2 separate regions of the Mus musculus genome follow, and region 2 is linked to region 1. A link is a contact called in public HiChIP or PLAC-seq data. All regions are on one chromosome and are shown on one strand. The core of a region is the stretch at or near the end of the contact, and the rest is flanking DNA. Distances in the headings are between cores, read along the strand shown.

What was found. HiChIP or PLAC-seq counts read pairs in DNA pulled down with a chosen protein or histone mark.
Region 2: a contact with region 1 is called in an H3K4me3 HiChIP or PLAC-seq map of embryonic basal ganglia, with 2.3 times the contacts expected there. The contact joins two enhancer-like sites. A contact is called at or near these places in 9 of 39 promoter capture datasets (the C10 cell line, the HPC-7 cell line, cranial neural crest and 6 more), 1 of 15 datasets of contacts at CTCF or cohesin (large pre-B cells), 3 of 484 Hi-C or Micro-C datasets (the G1E-ER4 cell line, bone marrow-derived dendritic cells and germinal center B cells), 3 of 115 datasets of contacts at active chromatin or transcription factors (embryonic basal ganglia, oligodendrocyte precursor cells and stem cell-derived neural progenitor cells) and 3 of 9 other capture datasets (embryonic stem cells, liver and pancreatic islet).

The regions. Positions count from the first base shown.
Region 1 is chr7:46,421,677-46,424,448 of GRCm38.p6, forward strand. All of the region lies in intron 1 of Kcnc1 (potassium voltage gated channel, Shaw-related subfamily, member 1), which reads left to right. Among named protein-coding and RNA genes, the nearest start is that of Kcnc1, 27 kb to the left of the region's middle. Within about 2 kb of position 1,300, at least 47 of the 459 cell types and tissues checked have an H3K27ac peak or open chromatin away from gene starts, as enhancers often do. A contact at or near this core is called in embryonic basal ganglia, where this site is marked.
Region 2 is chr7:46,555,091-46,557,832 of GRCm38.p6, forward strand. The region is part of intron 9 of Sergef (secretion regulating guanine nucleotide exchange factor); the gene reads right to left. Among named protein-coding and RNA genes, the nearest start is that of Sergef, 83 kb to the right of the region's middle. Within about 2 kb of position 1,446, at least 24 of the 459 cell types and tissues checked have an H3K27ac peak or open chromatin away from gene starts, as enhancers often do. A contact at or near this core is called in embryonic basal ganglia, where this site is marked.

The DNA of each region.
Region 1 (2,772 bases), core at 50-2,549:
CATGCACACACACTCCCCAGCTCTTACCATCTCAGAGCCCTGCAGGGAGCTCCTTCCGCCTACTGCTCCCTGAGCAGGTGCCAGCAAGGGAGGAGTGGGGAGCAGGAGCAGGCGTCAGGACCCATCAGAGCACTGGGGCCTCCCTGGGCTTACTGCTGGAGGCTGTAGATAAAACAAACAAATGGAAAGGATTCGAGCTCTCCAAGGCTGTAGCCCTGTACACTGTGGACGTACCCAACCTAAGGAAGTCCAGATGAGACTAATTCAGTTTCTAAACCCAACTCAACTGACACTTTATTTAAGACAATTGGCTCTCCTGTCTGCTCTGCATCACTGACTTCAATGGGTGTTATGCGCCACCGTGGGGGTGGATCCCATTAGGCAGAAAACCTGACCTGCAGTTTCTGGGAGCCTGAAGCCTGGACATGGGCCTGATTAGCCATCATGGGCTCCTACTGCCTGCAACCTTGATCCCCCGCAGCAAGTCTAGCTCTCACTTTCGTGGTTGAGGGAGGGGAGACTGGGACTGGTCAAGGTCACACAGCAAGTGAGTGGCTGAGCGTCATGTCAGTCTCTGTCGTGTGTTCTGACCAGAGCCTGTTCCTGAAATGCAGATCCCCATGGCGAACCCCTGAACAGCTCTGAAAGGCAAGCACATTTTTTTTCTAAAGGCAAGCGTGGCATAAATAATTCATAAGTGGAAGTCATAGCACATATTGGTCATTTCAATAGATAGTAGGTTGCCTTTCCAATTTATGGTTTCAGGGGTGGGGCTGTGATAAAAATAACTTGGTGATTTCTAAAACATCTTAAGTCAACAGATCCCTAGTAGGTTTGTCTGACTTTACAGCCAACAGCCTCACCATCCTGGTTACCATAGAAATGGGATGCCTTGCTCTGTTGCTATGGCTACCACTTTCTAGAACACAATTGGTGGGTCTCATGGTTTGTGATTTGGTTCTGGGGGAAAAAAATAAAATAAAAAGAGCCAGAAACTACCAGCTTGTGTTTGTGTAGCACCATCAAGCAGTTGCCGCTGAGTGTCCTGAATTTTACAAGGCAGCCACCTCGCTGGCCAGGTTGGGGGCCAGCTACCTCTGGGCTACCTGACAGAGCTCTTCATCCTCACGTCATAGTCCCAGGAGGGATCAGCTGACCTGGTCCTGACTATGGTGGGGCTCAGCTGCTCTGGGAAAAGAATGGATAAAGGAGCCACCATCACGGGAATGGCAGTCTGAGGGTGGCAGGGAAGGCTGAGGGGGCAGAGAGGCAAGACAGACTGAGCTGCCCGAGCTGTGGGAAACTCAGTCGCCCCCTAGCGGGGATGGGGTGGAGACAGGCAGAGAGCTGTGCGGAAACTGCCAGGAGGGTAGGAGGGTGCCTAAGGCTGAAGTGCCTGGGCTGTGTGTGTGTGTGTGTGTGTGTGTGTGTGTGTGTGTGTGTGTGTGTGTGCGCGCGCGCGCGCGCGCTATGTGGTTCCAGCACTACTTCATGTGCTGCTCTGGGTGTGCACACATGATTTGTCTGTGTGCATACTACCGGGGTGTGACAGGTTGGTGTGAGGTAGCATACTGTGTTGAAGTCTTTGTGAGTTGGCTCTTGTCTTCTTTGTGTGGTCCAGGCACTGAGCTATATTCTCTACACCTATGCCCTCGTGTCTGAGCTTAGGACATCGGCTAAGCGTGTACTCTGGGTTATTGAATCCATGGTCTGTGGGTGACTTGGCACACAGTTCATATAGGGCACAGGTCCCAGCGCTTGCCCTGTGGACGATAACACCAGCATTACTCTCAAACTTGCTGTCCCGGGCCTATCAGGAAGAGCTTGCCTCTTTGTCTGGAGTCAATAATCACCGTGATTGTGTGTGTCGCCCTGCCACCACCACTTCCCCACCCTGGTCTTAGCTGTGCTCCATAATTCTGACTACTATGAGGTCTTTTCTACCAAGGGCTCAGCAAAGGCTGAAGGCTACATAGGATGCAGACTGGACCACCCAAGGATAATCTCATCACTGGTCCATCCTCAAAGGGCTGCTTCTGCTCCAGAGCAACTGAGTCTAAGATCCACAAAGGTGTAGCCGCAATCACATCTAGTTGGATCTAGTCACCTCTGCCCTTCATGAGCTACATGGGACAGCATGGCCTGCTCTTAGGGGGTCTGGGAAGAGGGAGCCATAGTCAACATTCGATCCAGGGCTGGCTTCTCAGTAAAACTCAGGCAGCTTGGTGGTGAGAGAGCTTATTGTCTGAGTTGATAAGCAGGGCTGTCTCAACTCCCTTATTCTCTTTGAAGCCCTTGGCTTAGTCCCCAAACCTTTGTTCTCGCCTTTCCTTTTAGACACGGTAGGGATATGACTGCCTGTTCTACCAAGATAGGATACATAGTAGATCCTGGAACTTTGGTAGTTTTTCCTCTCTCCTCCCAACCTTGGGTCTGGCAAAGGGATGAGCTGTTTTGGCTTTGGCTGGGTCCTGGCTGCTTTCCTGCTAGTCTAAGCTTAATGGAACACTGGGGTGTCTCAGCACTCCAGAAGTCGCTTCTTCCACAGCCCAGGAAGGATCCACACATGCCCAGAGAGAGGTCTTTGGGGCCCTGTGCTTGCTTAGTAGTGGTTTGGCTTTGTAGAAGCAGAGGCTGAGAAGGCAGAGGTCAGGGAGTCTATCAGGGTACTTCCTGATGGAGTCTTTCTGTCTGGCTCTGTCTGGCTCTTGCTTCCTACCTTCTAGCTTCCACTGTTAGTGCAGTGGGACCCAGACTGCACCTCGAGCCTTG
Region 2 (2,742 bases), core at 196-2,695, 130 kb after region 1:
CTCTGTGTTTCCCAGTGTGTGAAGTGTGGAGGATAATAACCCTGACCCTTGAGGAGAAAATGAACAAGCACACGGCAGCCTTTCTTCGGTCGGTCCAGTGCGTGCCTGCGTGACAGTGAGCCGTTCAACAACAGTTAGCTAGTGAATGGATGTGGGCTAAGAGAAAGTGATAAACATTCAAGGAAATGATTGCAGAATTGTGTGATAAATAATTTAGCGGGGATGCATCTCAATAACAGTTGAACATGCTGGGGAGCAAGCGCCAAGTGTCGCCTTGGCGAAATGAAAGAGACCAGAGAGGAAGAAAGAGATTCTTAACAACTAAACCAGGCCTAAGAGAGAGCACGTGTCGCAGGAAAGTGGCCAGCACCAGGACAGGGCAGAGGCCAGCACCAGGACACCTCATGTTTGGGAGTTGCATCTCCAGTTACAAGTGGACCTGTTCTACTCTAGAAGAGATCAGGAGGCAAGCACAGCCTGTCTGCTTAGCCTGGGGTCCTGAATCTATCTCTCCCTGTGATGCTGAGAACCTCTGTAGGGCACAGCAAAGGCGCTTAGGGGTTGTATGGATAAACTGAGGCAAAATGGCCATAAAGGAACTCGGGCTTGATTATGGAGAAAGAAACAGAGAGAATGAGGCAGGCAGCCCCAGGAGCAGACAGCACGCCAGAGGAACCGCAGCTGGCCCGGGGGCTGCGCCTTCACATCCAGGGTGGCTCTACACATATAGCAAAGGCCTTCGCCCTGTGTGTTCCTCTTCCATTGGAGCAGCCACAGAGCAGAGTGAATATGGAAAATTCCAGCAGAAAGATTTGACCAAAGTGAGCAAGCCCAGAGGTCACAGTCACCACTGATGAGTGGACAGAGCCACCTCCACCCGGCCTGGCTGGGATCAGGGCCAGCAGTTTTCTACTTACACGCACACTCAGAGCACAAGTTCCAGTGACAGGACCTTTCAGGTGCTCTTCTTCTTCTTAAGGCCATTTACAGAAACCCAAGGTCCTCTAGGTACCCCAGAAAAAAAGAAAAGAAAAGAAAAGAAAAGGGGAGGGGAGGGGAGGGGAGGGGAGAGGAGAGGAGAGGAGAGGAGAGGAGAAGAGAAGAGAAGAGAAGAGAAGAGAAGAGAAGAGAAGAGAAGAGAAGAGAAGAGAAGAGAAGAGAAGAGAAGAGAAGAGAAGAGAAGAGAAGAGAAGATAAGAAAGATAAGAGAAGAGAAGAGAAGAGAAGAGAAGAGAGCTTTGCATTTAATCTCGCCTCAAAGATAAAATAAAGCAATGGCCTCTTTGTCCTACAAGACTGGTCACCAAGAAAAAGAGTGTCTCTAAGGGGCTCACCAGCTGTCCATCAGATACACACTCCTGTCCATTGAAAAAGCCTCACTGTGATGGCCCTGAGCAGGGCAAGGGGGAGGTAAAGGAGGGGGGCAGTCGGCGGGCTCAAGACTGCACGTGCCTGTGCCTGCGCCTGCGCCTGCGCCTGCTCCACACACAATGGCTGCTGCTGCGGCTTCCATCTAATTAGACAAAGCAAGCTAATGAGTGGGCAGAGCAGCACTCGGTTCCACTGTTCAGACCCCAGTGCTTCTTCCTTATTAAAAATAAAGAGACCCAGGGGCTCGATCTGGCAAAAATGCACACAGAGAGAGGCACATTTCCCATTTTTAGAAGTTTTGCATTAAAAAAAGAAGAAGAAGAAGAAAAGAAAAGAAAAAACAAAACTAGCATCTGTTTACTAAGTACCAAGACTCCAGTGTGCAACATCAAGGCCTTAGGCAGCACTTTGTCCGCACGTTCATGAGTTGTCTGGGAAGGAGCCTCACACTCACAGACCAGTGCTCCTTCTCAGCAGATGTGCTCTGCTAGGGCTCAGAGTGCTTCCTGACTCCCAAAGGCTAGTATCGAAGTGAGTCTGCCAGTGTGCCGTGGTCTGTAAAGGACTTTGTTAATACCTACTCAGCCACCAAACATTTACTGCAAGCCTACTAAGTGCCAGACACTGTTCCCCTCAACTGTTAGTGGTATCCCCAGTGCTACGATTTTCCCAGTTTGGGCTTAAAGCGCCTATTCCAGTTCTGGTGGATACAAGTACACTCAGGCTCTTCCCCCAACCCCACCCCAACCCCACCCCACCCCCAGCTAGGTCACCAGCCTGCCTCAGGAGACACCTAATGACATATCGGCACTAGGGGGTCCCAGAGCACACTGGTATAGACGATGATAAGGACAGGAAAGCTATTTGTCACTTCTACTGCTCCAGTAGCCTCCAGAAACTTCCAGAACAAGGTGGTTTCACAAGCAGGGTCGAAAACAAAAGGGTAAGCAAGTAAGCAAGCGACAAGCCCCTGTTTCTCCCCCGTCTCCTGCAACCTAGCGTCTGCTTACATGGATAAGCCTGCGGCCTTCCCTGCAAGCTCGTCCCTGGCCTCCCTGGAGAGTCCTCAAGTCTTGGCGTGCTTCCCTCCCGGTGCTGCCCCTGTTCCTTGGTTTTCATCAAGGTGCATCTGTCTCACTGAAGGATCCAGACCCAGCCTTAGGCCAGAGGTTGAGAACGTATGACCTTGAGTTGCTTCTCTCTGAACCCCCACACAATAACTTGGTCCACCAAGACCAGACTTCTGTTTTGCTACTATTTCTAAAGACCACCCGAGTGCAGAATGCGCCTTGGAGCCTCCTGGGGACAATGCTTCCCCTCTGTCCCCAGCATAGCTCAGCATCTATAGTACAGTAAACCCAGGATAAGTAC